4 separate regions of the Mus musculus genome follow, and all the other regions are linked to region 2. Evidence: chromatin contacts called from public HiCAR-type and promoter capture Hi-C data. All regions are on one chromosome and are shown on one strand. Each heading gives the region's core, a stretch centred on a gene start, on an enhancer-like site or on the middle of the called end of the contact. The rest is flanking DNA. Distances are from core to core; before and after follow the strand shown.

Region 1 (2,700 bases), core at 67-2,566, 2.3 Mb before region 2:
GAGACCACGCTGAGCTCCCAGGGACTAAAATACCAACCAAAGAGTATACATGAAGGGACCCATGGCTCCATCTACATATGTAGCAGTGGATGCCTTAAGTGGCACCAATGGCTGGGGAGGTTCTTGGTCCTGTGGAGGCTTGATGCCCAGCATTGGGGGGATACTAGGACGGTGAGTCGGGAGTGAGTATATGGGTGGGGGAACATCCTGGTAGAGGCAAAGGGAATGAGGATGGGATGGAGGGTTTGAGGAGGGAAAACTAGGAAGGGGGACAACATTTGAAATGTAAATAAATAAAACAACTGCAAAGAGTAGCTAGGCGAGGGATTTCTATAGCTGAAAAATATTTCTTATTATTTTTTCTCCCTTTAATTCAGGTTAATGACCAATGTCTCTCTAGGCCTGTATTTACAAGGTCTTATCTTCTCATTTGTCTATTTGACTTCTTAGCCAGCTAGCATCTCTTCCTCAGCACATTTCTCACATATTTTAATTGTCATCCTGATTACATAGTTTTAAAGTTTCTTCTAATAAGTCTATGTTCCCATGTATAGTGTGAAAATCTGAATAAAGGTACCATAGTGTCTCCTGTGGCTATAACGTAAATAACTCTAATAAATCTTTGTTGACTTGATAATATGATTAAAGCTCAGAGTGGCAATAATCAAAGGTTATTAAAAATAAAGGAATAATTTCAACAATGTATTGTATGCTGTATGTAACATATGTTAGAATTCTATTAAATTCCCTTCCTGTTTTAACTTTAAATGTAGTGTAGAAATTTTCACATATACAAGTGTATAAGAATGTATTATTTCTTATATTTTGTAATATCTGACGTAGGCACTAGATGGCACTGTGAGACTGTGAACAGTGGTGCTCTTTCTGTAAACAAGAAGGAAACAAAGACCTGACATTAAAACATGGAGCCAGACCGGTTCCTTGTAATCTAAAGACAGGTAAATGTAGTCCTGTATTTTAGAGTGGATTTTGTAGGAAATTTTGTAGTGCTTTATTTTAGGTGGGTAGTGTATGAAAAAAGCCCACTGGACTGAGAATTGAAACTTGTGAGTTTTAGCCCCAGTTCTGCCATTTTCTAATTCTGTTCTATTTCTTCACCCTTCTGAATTTAGCATTTCATGCAAAGGAGGCCAGCACTCTACCTCTGTCTTCTCCGATATTCACCTCATAAGGGTAGAATGGTGACAACCATCCTACAGAACTTAAAAACCTTCTGCTCTTACATCTGATGACTCCGGTCCATTCACATGATAACTGAGAAATCATTGTCAGATGCTGCCTGTCAGGAGTGATGAGCCTAAGTCAGCTCTAGGAGCATTTTCAGAATCCAGCGCACCTGTGTTTTATTGTGAAAACCGACACACACTTTCATTCTGATTGACCCTGAAGCTACAAAACCTTTATGTGCTTTTTCATTGGTGTACAGACTCCATAAATTGGTGGACACATTGAAAAAAAAAAAAAGAAAAGAAAAGAAAAGAAAAAAATACTATTTATTTGTTTAATATGCCTATTAAAAATTTATTAACTACCTCTGTTTTTATGTACTATTAAAAAGGTATTGAATGTTAAGCAAAAATTCTTTAAGGTATCATTAATTTTATTTTAGCAGCTGTCATTTGTGGTTCCGGTCTCAGTGGGAAATGAATTATTTATATCAGATATTTATGTGTGTCTAATCTGAATATTCTTTTTTAAAAAAATCAATTCTCTGCACTTCCCACCCAACCACCTACATAAAATATCCCCAACTTAATTTTTTATTTGTGCTTCTCCAAGCAGCCTGAAATCACAGCCTACTTGTAGTAGATTTAGATGTTTGTATGAATGTTTCATTCATCATTCTGTGAATATTTATGCTCCAGTTCATTCTTTATATATCATATAGATCATTTGGGGTTGGGGTTACTTTCCCTTGAAGCCATTTCCTTTGTGATTATTTTACTCAACTGTAAGTTACAGGGAAATTATGATTCAGAAAAAAAAATCGTCATTTATATCCTTTACTATCCCAATACAAAATAATGTAGACCAAATTCATAAATGTTTGTATAGAATTAGTTCATTCATGAATTATATACTGAGCATTCACTGAGTATTTTGTGATTCTATTGCTCTGCTACTGAGACCACAAATAGCATGGAATGTGCATAAAAGTACTGTAAAGCCCCTTCTACAGCAAATCTTATACAACAACAGCTGCAGCAAAATTGTATGCAGTGTTCAATGGAAAAGTAGCCTAGAAGCAAGCTAGGCTGAACTAAGTTTATATGACCCTTATATTTGAGCTGATAGACAAAGTTTGGGTGGATGGTTTGGACTGAAATAGGAGAGAATTCTCTAGACTAAGTAGTCAGCAGAGGTAAAGGAAAAGAAGCCTTTAAAGAATTATATATATATATATATATATATGTGTGTGTGTGTGTGTGTGTGTGTGTGTGTGTGTGTGTGTATGAGAAGAGTGTGTGGCCTATGGCTGATAATTGTGTAGGAGAGTTGGTTTGCTAGGGAGTGAAGAAGAAATAATGTTGCAGTAAATCTCCAATCCAAATAAGACGCACCCCCCCCCCCGGGTGGGGGAGAACACAACTCAATTAATATGAATACATGCTGTGCACCTAGATTGGGCAGATCTACCACTATACTACTATCTTCCCTATCTATGAGACTTTCCTTCCA
Region 2 (2,700 bases), core at 47-2,546:
TTATTATAGAGCATTATTCATCGGTCACTGTGCTAGATGATCTACACTACTCCGGTACTGAGAACCGCTATGTGACAGGAGAGCATGGATGGACTTCACTCAGAAACTGGCCTACTGCGTGGCCAGTTGGAGGCTCCTTTTAGTCTCAGCAAGTAACAAGTACATGGTTTGGGAAATCACCTGCTGAGAGTTCCACTGGCCAAATGGGAAGCAGAGAGAGGGTGGACCCAATACAGAGTCCTTTCTTTGTGGGTGAAGAAGAGAGAAGCTGGATTGGAACACGGGTGGGAACATCTGCCGACCCCCAGAGTGCCACGGAGAGCAAGAATGGGAACGAAAAAAGTGCAGGATGCAGGGGAAGGGTGTCCCGGGTCTGGGAAGGGGCGTCCTTGGGGCTTGTGCGCCTTCCTCGCTTCGAGTGCACAGGTCAAGCCTCTTCCCTCCCGCGCTCTTACCCTCCCAACCTTATTTAGAAACCGTGTCCCCGAGACAGGAAGGGCGGCGGGCCGAGAAGCACGGAGCGTCCCGGCCTCATTTCCTTTCGAATCCCCCTGTGGAATTTCATTTCGTACGGTGAGGAAATCGGAGCGCGAGCCCATCGGCTGCTCTGTTGCTCCGGAGCGCCTCCCCCACGGCGACTGCAGACCGGCTGCTCCCGGCGCAGGTCGCGCCGAGTGCGGGGCGGGGCCGGGGGGCGGGCGCCAGCCCCACTGGCTAGAGGTGAAATTTTCTGCGAACTGTACCAGGCACCAGCTCTAAGCCTTTCAGGCTTTATCGCTAATCCTCCCAAGTCACTTTACGGATGAGGAACCTGACGCGGAGAGGTTGGGCAATTTGCTCAAGGTCACACAGCCAGGATTTAAAGCCACAATCTGTGTAAACCCCAAATACCGTGTTCTTTGTGTTCATTATTTTGCTTGATACAGAGGTGGCCACGGGGCCGGAGGTGACAGCTGTAAGGGGAAGGACGTGAAAGGGGCATAGATGTGGGAGCACGTCTCACCTGAAAGAGAAGAGCAGGTTGGCTGGGCAGGAGCCACGGGGCTCCATCGCCGCCTGGCCACAGCGTGCAATGGATCCGGGTGGGAGGACGCCGAGCGCCGGGAAGCCAAGCGGGGCGGGGCGCCTCTGGAGCGAGCAAGGGAGAGAGGATCAAGCCGCGGGCGGGGGCCTGACCCTTACAGCAGGAGAGGAGCCCCGCCCCTTCCCGCCCCCTCTGACCAGGGGGGGCTTTCATTGGACAGTCGCGTTGTCCGTCCCGCCCCGCCCCCGCCCTGCGAACCTCCAGCGCCACAGAGCGCTGGGGCGGTGAGAACAGCGCGGCGTAGAGTGCAGGCGGGCTTCGCCGAAAAGCCGGACTCGGCCGGCGCCGAGTTCTGGGATCGCCGCCTGCAGCCATGACCCTAGCAGTCCATCCCTCGGCCCGGGCTCCGGACGTCTGATATCCCGCACATTCTCGTACAACTGCTGGAGAGGCGACTGCTGCCCCCTTGTCGCCCTTGGCGCCTTACCGCATTCCCTATCCGGAGTTGGGAGCAGCGCGGCCACCGGCGCCCCTGTGCAAACTGGGGGTGTCTGCTAGATCAGCCTCTGCCGCTGCTGCCCGCAGCTCTGGCCATGGCCTGGCCGGGCACAGGGCCGAGCAGCCGGGGGGCGCCTGGAGGCGTCGGGCTCAGGCTGGGGCTGCTGCTGCAGTTCCTCCTGCTCCTGCGGCCGACACTGGGGTTCGGGGACGAGGAGGAGCGGCGCTGCGACCCCATCCGCATCGCCATGTGCCAGAACCTCGGCTACAACGTGACCAAGATGCCCAACTTAGTGGGACACGAGCTGCAGACAGACGCCGAGCTGCAGCTGACAACTTTCACGCCGCTCATCCAGTACGGCTGCTCCAGCCAGCTGCAGGTGGGTGCCCCTACCCCCATCCCCGGAGGACTCGGTAGACAGAGACTCCCAAACTCCTTCCTTGGAATCCCTGACAGATCGAGCCTCCTGGTCCCTTCCTAACTTGAGGGTACAACTCCTGAGAAAGTGATTTCCAACCCGCACCCCACCCCCCACTTTTCTGTCCCTCTTGGAGACTGGAAGCCAAAACGTTGTGTAAGTCATCTGGCCCGCGAAAGAACCTATTCTTACACCCCGCCCTTCCGTTTTTCTCCCCTGCCCATGTCTGGCCAAGCCCCTAACCCCAGTGGAGTTGAGGGCTATCTTTGCCAAGGATTCCGGCAGCCGCTGCTTGGTGGGCGAGTCCTGGCAGGGCAGCGGGTTGCACCTAAATCTTGGAAGGAGTGATAAGGAGACAGAACTTCGCCCTTCCAGGTCGCTCATCGACCTCCCTTTTGCCTGTATTTTTGGGTGTAGGTTACCAAATAAAACATCGCTGTCTGTTTTCTGCAGAATGCCCCGCCGTCGTCCTGCACTTTTTAGAGGTCATACAGGAAAGAGTGGTTAGGTTGGCCCGAGTTCTTTCTTGTCCTTAACGTTGGAGGCAGGTTTAATTTTTGGAAGGACTGAAAAGGCTCCAGGAAGGTAGTGTGCATATTTGAAAACTTCTTTTTTCCTTTTCTTTTTTTCCCTCCTTTTCTTAACAGTCATTAAGATGTTAAAACTTTGGTAATGTGTAATGATATAGAAGTTCTTCCTACAATAATAAGTGAAAAGTAATTTGCATATATAACATAGTTATAATTTCTCTTATACAGC
Region 3 (2,766 bases), core at 63-2,562, 2.2 Mb before region 2:
TCTTTAGTGGTGACACACCTGGGGGGTTTTCATATGTCACTTCTTTGGTTCTTTAGGTATAAAGAAGTATACTTAGGTGTGAATAAGTTATATTAACTGGCAATGAAGTCTTAGTATTACTTACACATTATATGGTAGACAACTCTGAGAAGTATTCTTGACTCACTCATGCTTGAGACAGGTTACACATTGAAATGAGAGGACACAAAGAAATGTGTGTGGTGGTCAACTAGGACTCGATACAGATTGATTCCAGTTTTTCAATCTGAAGGTTGGAATTGAATGCAGTTTCTTAAATTAACTTAGATAAGGACGTTGCATGAAGTACAGCATGATTTATTAAATTTTAGTTCCATTAATTAAACTTTTACTTCAATTGCCAGTGTGATAAAATGTTTTTTCATTTTACAAGAAAAATCTTGGATGACATGAAATTAGATTAAGCACATCAAATGCCTTTTCTTTCTTTCTTTCTTTCTTTCTTTCTTTCTTTTTCTTCTTTTTTTTTTTTTTACCTATTACGTATGTTAGTTAATAAAGTCACTGAACACCGATTATGATACAGACATTATTTCATATGATTAACTGTTTAACTAATTAACTATGCCCATTGCACACTCCTCACCTTCCATAGACTTCTGGTACAAGTTTAAGAGGGTTTCTTTTTAATGAGTTGACTTTGCAATTAGCAGTATAAAGTGCACATTCCTAGAGGGAATCTGAGCTTCCTAAAAACTCCTGAAAATAACGTCAGCGTTAACTCTTTGCCTGCCTGGTTTGTTTTCAGCAAGATACAGAAAGTTTTATCTCAAGACAGGGATAGGTGGGGCAGCTGATAGAGAAGTGGGAAGAAAGGAAGACTTGGGCTTCTGACTGTGAGATGGTACTTCTTTGTAGACACAGGACTGGCTGGATAGGGAAGGCTAATACACAAAAGGCTACTTCCGGCTCAAATTTCTTTACCAAGTTTCTTTCAGCCGAACTTTTCTTTTTTTTGTTCTTTTTTTCTTTTCTTTCTGTCATTTTGGCGGCGTGGTGGTGGGTGGGTGGGTGGGTGGGTGGTGCTGGTGGCGGTGGTGGTGCACAACCATTCTAGGAAGTAGGGTGTATGCGCCCCGGGATGCAAAGAACGTCCCCAAGCTTCCGATTCCCATTCTCGCATCTGGGGCATGTCTGCAGCTGGACAGGCCCGGCTGGAGGCTGCAGGGGACGCCTCCACCTTCCCACCCGGGACGTCCTGAACCGCCGCCACAACAACAGGCTCGCGCGAGACAAAGGGGCTGGCGCAGGGCGGCGCGCGGGGCCAGGGGGCGTGGGGAGGCAAGGGAGCAGCGCGGTGGGAGCCGGGTGGAGACCTCCAGCCAGGCCTCCAGACTCAGTACAGCCTTTGACCCTCGCCCCCACGCCGCTCCCCTGCAGGCGGCGCCCCTGGATCTGCTGCCCCGGCCACTGATCGCTCCTTTCGGTCCTGAGCACCGAGCAGGGCGCAGCACTCCCCGCGCCGGCGGCATGGCGGTGTCCTGGAGGAGCTGGCTGGCCAACGAAGGGGTTAAACACCTCTGCCTGGTAGGATGGAGGGCCAAGCTGGCCTGACAGACAGTCTATCTATGCTGCAGCCAGTTTGATTCATTCTCAGAATGTGTACTGGTGGGATGAGAGAATTGGAAGTTTGGGGGTTTAGTTTTCTGACTTTCTCACCTAACCATGACTTTATGCATTCCTGGAAATACTTCCTGCTCAATGCAAGGGAGCTTTAGTACAGATTGATGAGGAGCCAATGCAGAGGAAAGGGGAGCTAAGGGAGCTTTTAAAACACTCATTTCCTATGCTCTTCCAATTGCTTCCCTATATTGGGCATCCCATGCGCCATGATAATGATACTACTTTCTTACTCTCAGTTTGCAATAGAGTTGGGGAAGTAAGGTGTAGCTGATTAAGTGATCTATTAGCCACCAACCTTTATTTCAGTGCAGGGTCTGGGTAAGGCCAAGTGAGGTGTCCTCAGAGCAGCTTTTCCACTTACTGACTGAGCATGCTTTCTGCTTTCTGAAATTGCATGTACCCAGGTGAGTCTTGTGTGTGGCTTCTATCAGATGATTATTTTTCTTTTTTTTTTAACTTTGTTTTTTTCTTTCTCTTTGACTGGTCTAGCTCATTTGGCTGTCCCTAAACGTTCTACTTTTCTGGAAAACCTTCCTGCTGTACAACCAAGGGCCAGAATACTACTACATTCACCAAATGTTGGGCGTAAGTGAATCTGGGATGACCTGGTAGAGTGGGTTTAAGGCAACAAACTACTACAGGATTTTGTCAGTACACCCATTTCTCATAGTAATATTTGCTGTCAACTTAAAAAACATGTGTTTCTTTGAGCAGTCAAGCTTCTTGAGTTTGGCCCTTTAAGGAGCAAGGGTAGTAGTATCTGTTAAATTGAGGTAAATGAACCTGTCAGACCAGGCTATCAGAGTCTGAGGGAAGTTGCTGGCTTCTGCTTCTTCTTCTTCTTCTTCTTCTTCTTCTTCTTCTTCTTCTTCTTCTTCTTCTTCTTCTTCTTCTTCTTCTTCTTCTTCTTCTTCTTCTTCTTCTTCTTCTTCTCCTTTTTTTCCCCCCCAAGCTGCACCAGTGAGCAAGCCCTGAAGAGTTTGCTTCTCTCAGAGGACCAGCTGATGACAGACTGTTAGTCTAGACTTATCAAGGCTCTCTGCCTTCCCACAAGTCTGTCCAGAGGATGTCAGCACTGGTTTTCTTTTACTGACAGTTCTCACA
Region 4 (2,700 bases), core at 65-2,564, 2.6 Mb before region 2:
CTGATAACAGAAACTCAATTTAATTCAATCTCATTGGGGCTCACAGCAATCATAGGTAATTACTGATATCTTTGTGTTTAGTTTGATTGAAGTCTCTGGCCAAAGGCTACACAATTGGTTCAGAGCCTGTCTTTACCAATGACATAGAAGTAATTCAAAATGCAGAGCAAAGACGGATGACTTGATGACAAGTTAGACTGGCCTGTGTACTAAAGTCCAGTAGGAAACAGATCCCTCATCAAAGACCCAAGTAGTTTTCTAGTAAAGCTCCTCCTGCTAAATAGTGTCCTATTATCTGTACGTTTCTCATTCAAGTTTCATCATAAATATGGGGAAAATTAAGGTTGAAAGAGAATGGGTAAATTTTTTTCACAGTAAACGAGAATTAGTGATACAAACTCTGAATTTGTAAATCAGCTATGCTCTGCTACTGATTTCTGATGCAGATGGTTTCTTACAGAGTTGGGCTAAATCTGAACTAAGGTCAGGAGGCTCCTGTTAAGGATGTGTTCAGGCAGTGCTGACAGTAATTCACATTTCCCAGAATGTCTCTCTGCTTGTCCAAGGAAGAATGTGAACAGAAAGAGAATCCTTTCACAGAGATGTCCTGGATGCCATGGTATCCTTGAAATTGACACAGGTAGGAGACAGGTGAACCTTCCCCCACCACGTCTCCCCAGCCTCCCCACCCCACCCCCAAAGGCAAAAGCCACTAAAACCAAGCTTACTGGTAGATCTGGATCAGCAGCCACTGGGAATCAGCACTGAGAAGGGTAGTGTCCTGCAGGGTCCCAATGGGTCAGACCTAATTCTAGTTACTGTTTCTGGTTTTTGTTTATTTTGTTTTGTTTTGTTTGTAATCTGACTTTAATCTATGCAATTCTATATACAGATAATTTATTCCTAATTCAATCCTGCTCAGACCCCAGGAAACCTCTGCTTAACTCAGATACTAAAGGTTCCTTCCTCCATGCAAATCACTGCACCCCGGGGAAGACCCGAAACCTCTCCTGCGGGAAGAGCAGCTACAAGAGTGCAGAAGCGAAGGAACAGGGAGATTATGCACTTTGCCATGCAAATGCACCATACCAAAGAGGAAGCCAATGAGGAAGGTTCCGGTTAAAGCCAGCACCAGTGTCCCAACACGGAGCCAGCGCTGGCGGTGTCCCAGGACCTCCGCGGAGTCTCTGTCCTGCAGTGCGTTCCACATCTCTGGCAACTTTAGTTTTCCTCAGCAGTTCTCTTCTACATCCACTGCAGAGATTCTGCGGGTTAAAATTTCCTCCCACTGCTATTCCCCTGGGAAATAGAAGTCTCTCCTAAGACTTTCTCCGCCCCCAAATTCTGGCGTACTGTGAGCCAATTGTAGTTAGGCTAAGGGAAACTGCCTACTCTGGCTTCTTTGGAGTGAGGCTTCAGTTTCTCTTTGAGACTTTATTGACAGGGGCTAAATAGAGAGATAAACAAGAATATCAGAAAGCAATGATAACTTGCCAAATAGTACAGCCTGTACTCAGAAAAGTATTGCAGAGTCCTTATACTTGCTTAATGATCCGTATTAACTTCAATAAACTTTGAGGAATGTGAGAGACTTAGTCCTGAAGAGCCAATACTTACACACATGAGTGAGCACTCTCCTTTCCCTGATAGTTCTCTGTCTGTTAATCCTGTGCTTTAGTCTCTGTTGAAAAATCTTCCTGATGAATTCCAACTCTACTAATTTTTTTTTGACATCTGAAATTCATGCCTCTTCCCCAAGTTATTTGTACATTAGTAGATAAATTAAAATGTGACCTGAATACTGTGTTAGAATGGCGGGTCGCGTCTCAACAGCACACTAGGCCAAGGGAGCTCCACGTGGAAGAGGTTTTATTGGGGGAATTAGAGAGAAGGAGGCGGCAGAAAGAGAAGAGGGGAAAGAGAGATGGAGGGGTGTTCTCCTTATTTATAGGGAGAGGTAAAGGTGGGAGGTGAGCCAAGTGGATGTTGGGAATATGGTGCCTGTTGCCTTGGCAACCGGTCTGAAGGTCACAGGTCAAGCTGTCCCCTATGTGATGTCCTAGGTTTGGGAGATCCTGATGCCAACAAATACCATCTTTCTTTTCTTAGTTCGGGAGTAATAGATTCAGATAGAAATACTGAATAAAGAAAATATGTTAGTTTAACTGCACATCTTTTTGAGATTTTCTTTTGATTTTTTTGGATAAGAGACAGGTTCTAGAAATATCTGGCCCAGACTCTAAACACCAAGAACAAAAACAATAAAATTAATGAAGTGATTTACATCTGTAGCAGAAAGGAAAGACAGCTCAATGCAGCTATCAATAGCAGCCTGAGGAGTTCCTTAATAATTATGAAGCTAGATCCTGGTAAAACTGGCTTTCACACAGAAAAGACCGACAACATATGTTAATAAAAGGCAGGATTCAGATTTATTAAAGGAATTTTCTAATTTAGAGTTTTAAGCACCAGGTTTAAAAGAAGGGAAAATTTCTAAAACAAGGTAACATGTACCTCAGCATGGGTGTGGCTTCTTGAATCAAGTTATAACTTCTTATTTCAATGCAATGTATGCCATTTTAGGTGGATTTTGAAGCTATAATCTTTAGAGTTTTGCTAGAAACACTAAATTACATAATAGCATATTTCCTGCAGTTCACCTGAGAGGATTATGATTGATGATAAAGTTAAAGTATAGGT

Evidence for each region. Promoter capture Hi-C pulls out the DNA fragments that hold promoters and counts their contacts. HiCAR-type assays count read pairs that join an accessible place to other places.
Region 1: a promoter capture Hi-C map of hippocampal neurons shows a contact between it and region 2, with 20 times the contacts expected there. The contact joins the enhancer-like site here to the promoter of Fzd4 in region 2. A contact is called at or near these places in 5 of 39 promoter capture datasets (the 3T3-L1 cell line, 3T3-L1-derived adipocytes, frontonasal cranial neural crest and 2 more), 10 of 484 Hi-C or Micro-C datasets (the AtT-20 cell line, the G1E-ER4 cell line, cerebellar granule neurons and 5 more) and 4 of 115 datasets of contacts at active chromatin or transcription factors (astrocytes, embryonic forebrain, embryonic hindbrain and 1 more).
Region 3: a HiCAR-type map of astrocytes shows a contact between it and region 2, with 5 times the contacts expected there. The contact joins the promoter of Nox4 here to the promoter of Fzd4 in region 2. A contact is called at or near these places in 3 of 39 promoter capture datasets (the 3T3-L1 cell line, hippocampal neurons and liver) and 1 of 115 datasets of contacts at active chromatin or transcription factors (astrocytes).
Region 4: a contact with region 2 is called in a HiCAR-type map of astrocytes, with 5 times the contacts expected there. The contact joins the promoter of Folh1 here to the promoter of Fzd4 in region 2.

Annotation. Positions count from the first base shown.
Region 1 is chr7:87,109,920-87,112,619 of GRCm38.p6, forward strand. No RefSeq gene overlaps it. Among named protein-coding and RNA genes, the nearest start is that of Vmn2r79, 110 kb to the left of the region's middle. Within about 2 kb of position 1,317, at least 12 of the 459 cell types and tissues checked have an H3K27ac peak or open chromatin away from gene starts, as enhancers often do.
Region 2 is chr7:89,403,070-89,405,769 of GRCm38.p6, forward strand. It overlaps Fzd4 (frizzled class receptor 4), which reads left to right and starts at 1,297. Exons shown (of 2, transcript NM_008055.4): 1 at 1,297-1,902. The coding sequence starts at 1,618. It also overlaps a transcript of Tmem135 not described here.
Region 3 is chr7:87,245,337-87,248,102 of GRCm38.p6, forward strand. Nox4 (NADPH oxidase 4) reads left to right here and starts at 1,313. Exons shown (of 18, transcript NM_015760.5): 1 at 1,313-1,566; 2 at 2,152-2,247. The coding sequence starts at 1,510.
Region 4 is chr7:86,774,550-86,777,249 of GRCm38.p6, forward strand. It overlaps Folh1 (folate hydrolase 1), which reads right to left and starts at 1,315. Exons shown (of 19, transcript NM_016770.3): 1 at 1,090-1,315. The coding sequence starts at 1,210.